Linked DNA regions of Sus scrofa: region 1 is linked to region 2. The links are chromatin contacts, called in public Hi-C maps. All regions are on one chromosome and are shown on one strand. The core of a region is the stretch at or near the end of the contact, and the rest is flanking DNA. Distances in the headings are between cores, read along the strand shown.

What was found. Hi-C and Micro-C count contacts between places; a contact is called where the count stands out from the background.
Region 1: a contact with region 2 is called in a Hi-C map of liver, with 4 times the contacts expected there. The contact joins the promoter of HNRNPR here to the promoter of KDM1A in region 2. A contact is called at or near these places in 2 of 5 promoter capture datasets (fetal skeletal muscle and liver), 1 of 47 Hi-C or Micro-C datasets (liver) and 1 of 2 datasets of contacts at active chromatin or transcription factors (alveolar macrophages).

Annotation. Positions count from the first base shown.
Region 1 is chr6:81,238,140-81,242,348 of Sscrofa11.1, reverse strand. HNRNPR (heterogeneous nuclear ribonucleoprotein R) reads left to right here and starts at 2,526. Exons shown (of 11, transcript XM_021095513.1): 1 at 2,526-3,086.
Region 2 is chr6:80,901,870-80,905,676 of Sscrofa11.1, reverse strand. KDM1A (lysine demethylase 1A) reads right to left here and starts at 2,181. Exons shown (of 22, transcript NM_001112687.1): 1 at 1,769-2,181. The coding sequence starts at 2,122.

The DNA of each region.
Region 1 (4,209 bases), core at 1,277-3,776, 340 kb before region 2:
CAGGCTTGACCCCTGGACTTGCTCAGTGGGTTGGCGATCTGGCGTTGTCATGAGCTGTGGTGTATGTAGTTTGAAGATGGGGCTAGGATGCCAAATTGCAGCTGGCAGTTGCAACTCCGATTTGACCCCTACCTAGTCTGGGAACTTCCATATGCTGCAGGTGTGACTCTAAAAAGAAAAAAAGAAAATGAGCTTGGTGTAGTAGCTCAAACTTGTGTTTCAGTCTTACTTCACCTGTGTGGCTTTAAGCAAATGTTTTAACCTCTCTGAGCCTTGTTTTCTCAATAAAATGGGATAAAAAAATTACTAGCCTTTAAGGTTTTATGCAAGGATCAGCAACAGCACATAGGAGCTTAATAAATGACAGTGATTATTGTTTAAAACATTGTGTCACTAAGGTGGAAAAAACCCCTTTCTTTCCATTTTATATTTATTTATTTATATTTTGATTTTTAGGACCACACGTGCGGTATATGGAAGTTCCCAGGCTAGGGGTTGAATTCCAAGCTGCAGCTGCCAGCCTATGGCATAGCCACAGCAATGGTGGATCTGAGCTGTGTCTTTGACCTATACCACAGCTCATGGCAACACCGGATCCTTCACCAACCAAGTGAGGCCAGGGATCAAACCCGAGTCCTCATGGATAGTAGTCGGGTTCGTTACCACTGAGCCACAACAGGAACTCTGCTCAGCAGGTTAGGAAACTGACAAAGTGTCTGTGAGGATGTGGGTTTGATCCCTGGCCTTGCTCAGTGGGTTAAGGATCCAGTGTTGCCGTAAGTTTCCCCCACTTGCCATAGGTTGCAGATGTGGCTCAGATCTGGTGTTGCTCTGGCTGTGGCGTAGTATGGCAGCTGCAGCTGCAATTAGACCCCTAGCCCAGGAACTTCCATATGCTGCAGGTTTGGCCCTAAAAAAGAAAAGGAAAAAAAAAAAAAAAAAAGAATCACTTTAATTACAGTATCCAGCTGAGGGGTTCTTATCCTATGTTAAACTGACCTAAGGGAGTCTCTGAATGGAATTTGTTGGTCCCTCAATTTGGAAGGAAAAAAAATAACATCTTTATTTTCACTTTCTACTGAAATTAAGCATTCTTCCCCATTGTGGATGTGGACAACAAACCACAGAATTAGCTGTGTCTTTCACTGTCACTAATAGGAATCACAGACATTTTCATATCACATTATAGTTATGGCATTTCTTGAAATATCTTCTCATTGCTTTAAAATTTCAGTAGCTGTTTGACCTGCTGCAAGATCTTGATAAAGATTACTATATCACATATCTCCTAATTGTATTTCAACATAGTGTCTTTGATAATGCTACATATTTTAGGCATTAAAACACCTAAAAGAGGAATTCCCGTCGTGGCGCAGTGGTTAACAAACCTGACTAGGAACCATGAGATTGCGGGTTCAATCTCTGGCCTCACTCAGTGGGTTAAGGATCTGGCGTTACCATGAGCTGTGGTGTAGGCTGCAGACGTGGCTCAGATATGGCGTTGCTGTGGCTGTGGTGTAGGCCGACGGCTACAACTCTGATTGGACCCCTAGCATGGGAAGCTCCATATGCCGCGGGAAGTGGCCCTAGAAAAGGCAAAAAAGACAAAAAATAAACAAACCCTAAGAGGTCCATAGCTTATACCAGACTGTTGAATGGCACAAAACAGATTAAGAACCCTTGAGTTAGAGGGAGATTTATCTGAAGCTAATAAAGTTTAAGCTTCAAAGTCCCTTTACCATGCTCTTCCAAGACACTTCTAAATTTGTACTCATCATTTAAGATATTTTTAAGGATCCCATCATTTGTATAAGTCTCACACCCCTCAACACAAAAGTTGGATCCACCGTGATGTTTAGCTCAGTACTGGGCACATAGGTTTTGAGTAAATAATTTTTGGTTGATAGCTTCTGGAAAATCTAATGGTCCTCGAAGTGTATATGGAAGTCTTGCGGAACACTGCTTGACTTCCTCCACTCCGGCGCGGAGGGGAAGGGTGGGGTGTTGGAAGTTGAGGTAGGGAAGGAAGGGATGTGGGATTAGAGGTTTGGATTAAGGCGAGGACGAGGAACAAACCAGTAGGTGTGGAGGGTGAGAAATGTTTCAGAATAACGGAAATTAGTCTCCTTTGGGAATTAGCTCTTTTCCTGGCACGGCTCTTTGGGGTTCGTGATGTATACGTCTGTCCTGCTTTCTGAATATTAATTAGCGTCAAACCCCGCGAAGAAAGGTCCCTGCTCTGTCATTTGTACTTAACTGCTTCTGAGTAATGCCCACTTTAGCGATTTCTCCCACATTCTGATCTGCTCCCAAGGATGTGTGGAAGGCAGCCGAGGAAGCCGTTTTCTGAGCGTTCCAAGGGATGATTTTCTACACGAAAAGATTCTCGGAAAAAAACGGGCGAGCCAAATCCTTAGATCGTGCTCTAATTAAAGTCCCAAAGACGACCTAGAGGAAGGCCGGACCGCGTGGCGGTGGGCGTGTCTGGGGCGAACGCCCGCGGCGGCCGCGGCGGCGGCACGCGGGGGAATCACCAGCGCTGCGGCAGCGGCGAAGCGGCGGGAAGGCCGCGGCCCGCCAGGGCCGGCGCGGACGGCAGGGGGCGGGATTCCGGAGGCGGCCACGCGGCGCGAGGCCTACTTTTTCGGCTTCGCGTCTGCAGCAGACGAGGAGGGCGGGGCCTCGGCCACCCTGGGCCCGGTGCCCCGCAGCCTCGCCTCCACCCGGGGCTTCACGATAGACCCCTTTGTGTTCCTACCCCCGCCCCGGAGGCGCCCCAGCCGGCGGCGCTGAGTTCCCTCATTGGCTCAGCCTACGGCTTCATCGATTGGCTCCCGAGCGTCCGGAGTAGTGAGCCTCTTCTCACTACTATTGGTCCTCTGAGCTGTCCCTTAGGCTGCCGCGCGAGGTGATTGCCCGGCCGCTCCGAGTCCCTGGAAGCAGTTCCGGGAAACCCCGCGTGCTGCCGGGATCGCGTCTCGGTCCATGAGGGGGGGAGGGGGTGGCGCGCGCGCCATTTCTAGTCGTTTTCAAAGCGCCTCGCGCTGATTCTCACGGGCCCGGCCGCCGGCCCCAGATCTGTCCTGGTGAGTCTCGCGCCGGCCCGCGGGGGGAGGGGCCGGGAGCCCCGATCCGACCCTAGTGGGCCTGGCCGGGGCTCCGCACCGCGTCCCGTTTGGTTTTCTCCGAGGCCCCGGGGTGGGGGTGGGGATGGGCTGGGGGCGGCTTTGGCCTCTCCCGCCGCACCGCTGAGGGCCTAGCCCCGCTGAGGCGCCTCCTCACCCTCGCTCATCCTCCCCCCGCCCCTCCAACCCCTAGCCCTCGGTCCGGCCCACCGGGCGCCCTTCGCGCGGCCTGCCGGGTCGGTCGCGCTTTTCCCGCCTCCGCCTGTCGCTCCTCGCGGCCGGGTTGGGCCGGGCCGGACCAGCGGCCTGAGGCGTCCACGGCACCATCGCCTTTCCCCGTCGGAGCCTCCAAGCTCCTGTCTCAGTCGGCCTAGCTATGAGTGGGATGTGTTGATGCTTGGGACAGGCATGAGTGGGGGTGGGTGGGCAGAGGGCGGGATGCAAACCCCGAGTGACCTGAGCCGGGAGAAAACTTTTGTGCGAAGCAGAGGCCGAAAGGCGGGTATGTGTAGAAAGCCTCCTTCCCCTCCCCCATTCTGCATGCTGCGAGTCGAGATTTGAAGGAAAAAATGACTATTAGAGGCCATGAAACTTAGGCTTCGAGCGGCGTCTGAGATACATAATTCCAGGAATGTCACAGGCGCACTAAATTGGAAAGGCGATTCTTTTTTTTCTATGGTAGAAGCCGTATTGCCAGAATTTAAAACTTGAAGCCCTGGGGTTCTTGAAGGGTTCAGTCCTTTTACGCTACCTGTTTGAGATTTTTGCTGTCCTCTGGAGGCTGAATTTATGTCTCATGAGTCAGTCGTAGGATAAGGGCTTGACACTCCTAAGCCGAGTTAACCGTTAGTTTTCATTTCGTTGGTTCTTTAAAAGCCAGTCTCTTAAATGTGAAGAGTTTTCACGAGATGTTCAGAAAAAGTCAGGGAGAGGCTAGTGTCAGACTTCCCCAATGTCCCAGCAGCCCTTATTTAAATTTCTACTTTTTGCAAAACAGTGTAGATCAAATGACTTTAGTCACATTAGTATATTTGCTGCATCCAGAAATATGGTTTGGCTGTGTGGCATTGTATTGACACAAAAC
Region 2 (3,807 bases), core at 932-3,431:
CCTAAGGGGAGTTCTCGTTGTGGCTCAGCCGGTTAAGGACCTGACATTGTCTCTTTGAGGATGCAGATTTGATCCCTGGCCTTGCTCAGGATCCAGCCTTGCAGTAAGCTTGCAGCATAGGTATTGCTGTGGATGTGGCGTGGGTTCCCGATGCAGCTAAGATTCATCCCTGGCCCTGGAATTTCTATATGCCCCAGGTGTGGCCATAAAAAGAAAAACAAACAAAAAGCACTTGGGGAATTCCCACCATGGCTCAGTGGAAACTAGTATCCATGAGGTTCGATCCCTGGCCTCGCTCAGTGGGTTAAGGATCTGGCATTGCCGTGAGCTGTGATGTAGGTTGCAGACTTGGCTCAGATCTGGTATTGCTGTGGCTGTGATGCAGGCCAGCAGCTACGGCTCAGATTAACCCCTAGCGCGGGAACCTCCATATGACGTGGTTTCGGCCCTAAAAAAGACAAAAACAAAACAAAACAAAAAACAAACCAGTTGGGCTTCTGCCTTCTACTTCATTTCTGAGAGTTGGGAGTTGCCAACCTCTGTGCCTTTCTAACTCATGTTTTAGTAAAAGCCCCCTCAGAGACTTCTCTCCTTCATACTGAGCACAGAGTATTCTCAAAGGGGCAGTTCAACCTGAAGGCTCTGTCTGGGCAATACTCAAGAAGCTCCTCATACACATTTATGTGTTACATAAATTACACAACTTAAAATATTTACTTACTTAAAAGTTCTATGTACATACATTTCCAGTTTTTCCAACTGTACCATGAAATCGCCAGAAAAGGCCCAAGTCTAAAGTTTGTGCCCTAGTACTGCCCCAGTGTTCTGCTTATTGCTGGTGTCCCATGTGGTCCTTTGTTTCAGAGGCTGATGATACCTTATCACATTGTAAGTGTAGGGCTTACATTCCAGTTCCACCACTTACCCAGCTTTGTGACTCTGGGCAAGTTGCTTAAACTGTGTGCCTCAGTTTACTCATTCCTCAAGTGGGGCTAGCAATACCTGCCAATTGGTGTTTAGCCAAAATACAATGTTGGTGACGCTCTGAACACAGCACCTGGCACCCAGAGATGTGAGGCAAGCTATCGCCTGTACATATCGTCATGTGACAAATCTTTTTCTTCCTGTATATCTACACCTTGACTAATTGATATTTGCCCTCTTCATCAGCTTCCTCCTTTGTAAAAATCTACGTCAAAAGAACGTTGACAGGATAAAAAGAAAAAGAGGAAAACTCTCCAGCATACAGAAAGGGCTCGAAAAAAAAAACCAAAAAACTTCCTTTTTTTCTGTCTTCAAGGCTAAGGCAATTTCTTTAGCATCATCCTACAGCCCCAACACGCTCCCAGCTGAAACACAAAAATACTGCCGAGCGGCTTCCAGATACATCTGTGAACAAGTGATATACGTCTTCAACAAGGCCCACCACAACTCCACGTCAGGGAGCCATTTTTTCCCAACCAAGAAAAGGAAAAGGTGTACGAGATGCAACGAGTAAAACAGCTCTCCCCGCCATCCCCCTTTCTCCCTGGACGGCCGGGTCCCAGCACAAAGACGCATTCACCGCTGGCAAAGACCTTCCCCTCTCTCACCCCACCCACCCGACTAGTGGGGGGGTGGGTGGAGATCCGTGACTGGGGAGGTCGAGGTGGGCGTGGGGCTCAAGGCCCAAGACCCCGGCAAGCGAGGGTGAGTGGTTATGGGGCTGGACAAGCTCGAGGAAGCTAGGTACTGGGATTTGTGGTTCAAGGGAGGGGTCGCGCCTCACCTTCGCCCGCTTGCGCCGGCTGGTCCGTCGCCCCTCCGGAGTCTCTGCGATTCCCGTTTCCATGGGGGTCGCAGATCCAGGCACGACGGTAGGCCCGGCTTGAGGCCCGGCGGACCCCGGCGGCTCGGCCAGGCCCCCGGGGGGAGAGGCTCGCGGGGGCTCCTTCTTGCGGGGAGTGCGCTCCCCAGCTGCCCCCGGCCCGGCCTCGGCGGGGCCGGACAGGCCCGCGGGCGGCGCAGTCACCTCCGAGCCGTTCTCCGCGCCGCCCGCTGCCGAGGCACCGGCCTCCGACCCGGCCGCTGCCGCCGCCGCCGCCGCCGCTGCGGCGGCTGCTGCTTTCTTCCCAGACAACATCTCGGGCCGCCTGGCCGCCGACGGCCGTAGGGGCCGCTCGGTCTGTCGGTCCGTGGGTCCGAAGCCGCCTTGCCTCACTTCACACAGTCTGCGCGCTACCAACCGCCGCCGTGAACGCACACGCGCGGAGCGCGCTCCCGCCGCGCCGGGACAATAAGGCCAGAGACGCCCACGGCCCCGCCCTCCCCGCTGCCATAGAGCGGCGTCCTCCAGGCTAGAGCGGCGCCATGGCAAACAGCGCGATGCTTTCCTAGAGCGTCTCCTTAGCCTTTGGGATCGGTCCCAACACCGTCCCTACCCTAGGGTTTCTGGGCCGGATTGCACCTCCGAGGGCGACCATTTCCTCCAGGGACTTGCGTGCTCCCTCATTCATTCATTCATTCATTCATTCATTCTCATTCACCTACTTGTCAACTCAACCAATATTTATTAAGCTTTACTGACTGACAAGTTCTGGCTTTCAAATAGTTTACAGTTTAGTGAGGGAAAACACTGACATGTAACTGGTAGATCTTATTTACTATTCATAATTGTCCTACTTGAACTGGGGGAATCTTGGAGAGCAACTGAGTTTCGTGGTAATAAAATGGAAAATAAAATAGGAAACGCAATATGCGTCCAGAAGGGATTGCCCTTGCTTCCAGAGCTTTGTTTATGCTCTTCATTTTGTCTGGACCCTCTCCCTCCTTCACACTCCCTCACTCGCACCCTTTTCCACTCCTACGCTCCCCATCCCCACAACATGACATCTTTCCACTCCAGGTTAATTCTTTCTAATGTCGCTGATGGTGGTGGTGGTTTATTCTTTTAATTCCTCAAGGAATACTTCACTGACTTGGAACAGACTGCGTTCAAGTTTATTCCCACTGGGACATGGAGCGGTAATTGCTTTTTCACAAGTCTGTGTCTTCAAAGCGTAATTTTCAAACAATGGAAGTTTGAGAACTGGTGAAATTAATCTCTAGTGATAGACTCCAATCAGTGGTTGCCTGGGATGAGGGTGGAGGTTGACTTCAAAAGAGCTGGAGAGAACAGGCTGAGAGTGATTGAAATGTTTCCTATCGTGATTGGGGTGTGAGTGTATTAGTCAAAACTCATTTTAACTATACACATAAAATAGGTATATTTTATGTCAACTGTACTTCGATGAAGTTGAATTATTATTATTATTTTTTTAATTTTAGCCACCCTAGGCATATGGAGTTCCTGGGCCAGGGATCAGGGCTCAGTTCCCAGCAGCTGTTTCAACCTATGCCACAGCTACAGCAGCACTGGATCCTTTAACCCACTGTGCCGGGTCAAGGGTCCAACCTGTGTCCTGGTGCTGCAGAGATGCCCCGATTCCCTTGCACCACAGTGGGAACTCCTTGAATTATTATTTTTTAAACTAAGCAAACAGAAAAAGAGACAAGTTCAGAAAACTAGAAGCTATGCCAAAAAGTGTAATCACAATACAACATATGGCTCAGCTGTGAACTACACTGATGGGTCTACAATAACAGATGGAATGAATATTGTTTTAACCAAAGGGATAGAATTATATTGAGAAAATGGAGAAAAGAGAGTGTGGAGACAGGGGTGAGAGGGGTTTGCAGAAGAGGGGGCAATGTGGGAATGGAGGGGGTTCAACATCAGAGCTAAATCCCCATCTACCATCATAAGAAGATAGAGCGTGTCAAAATTGA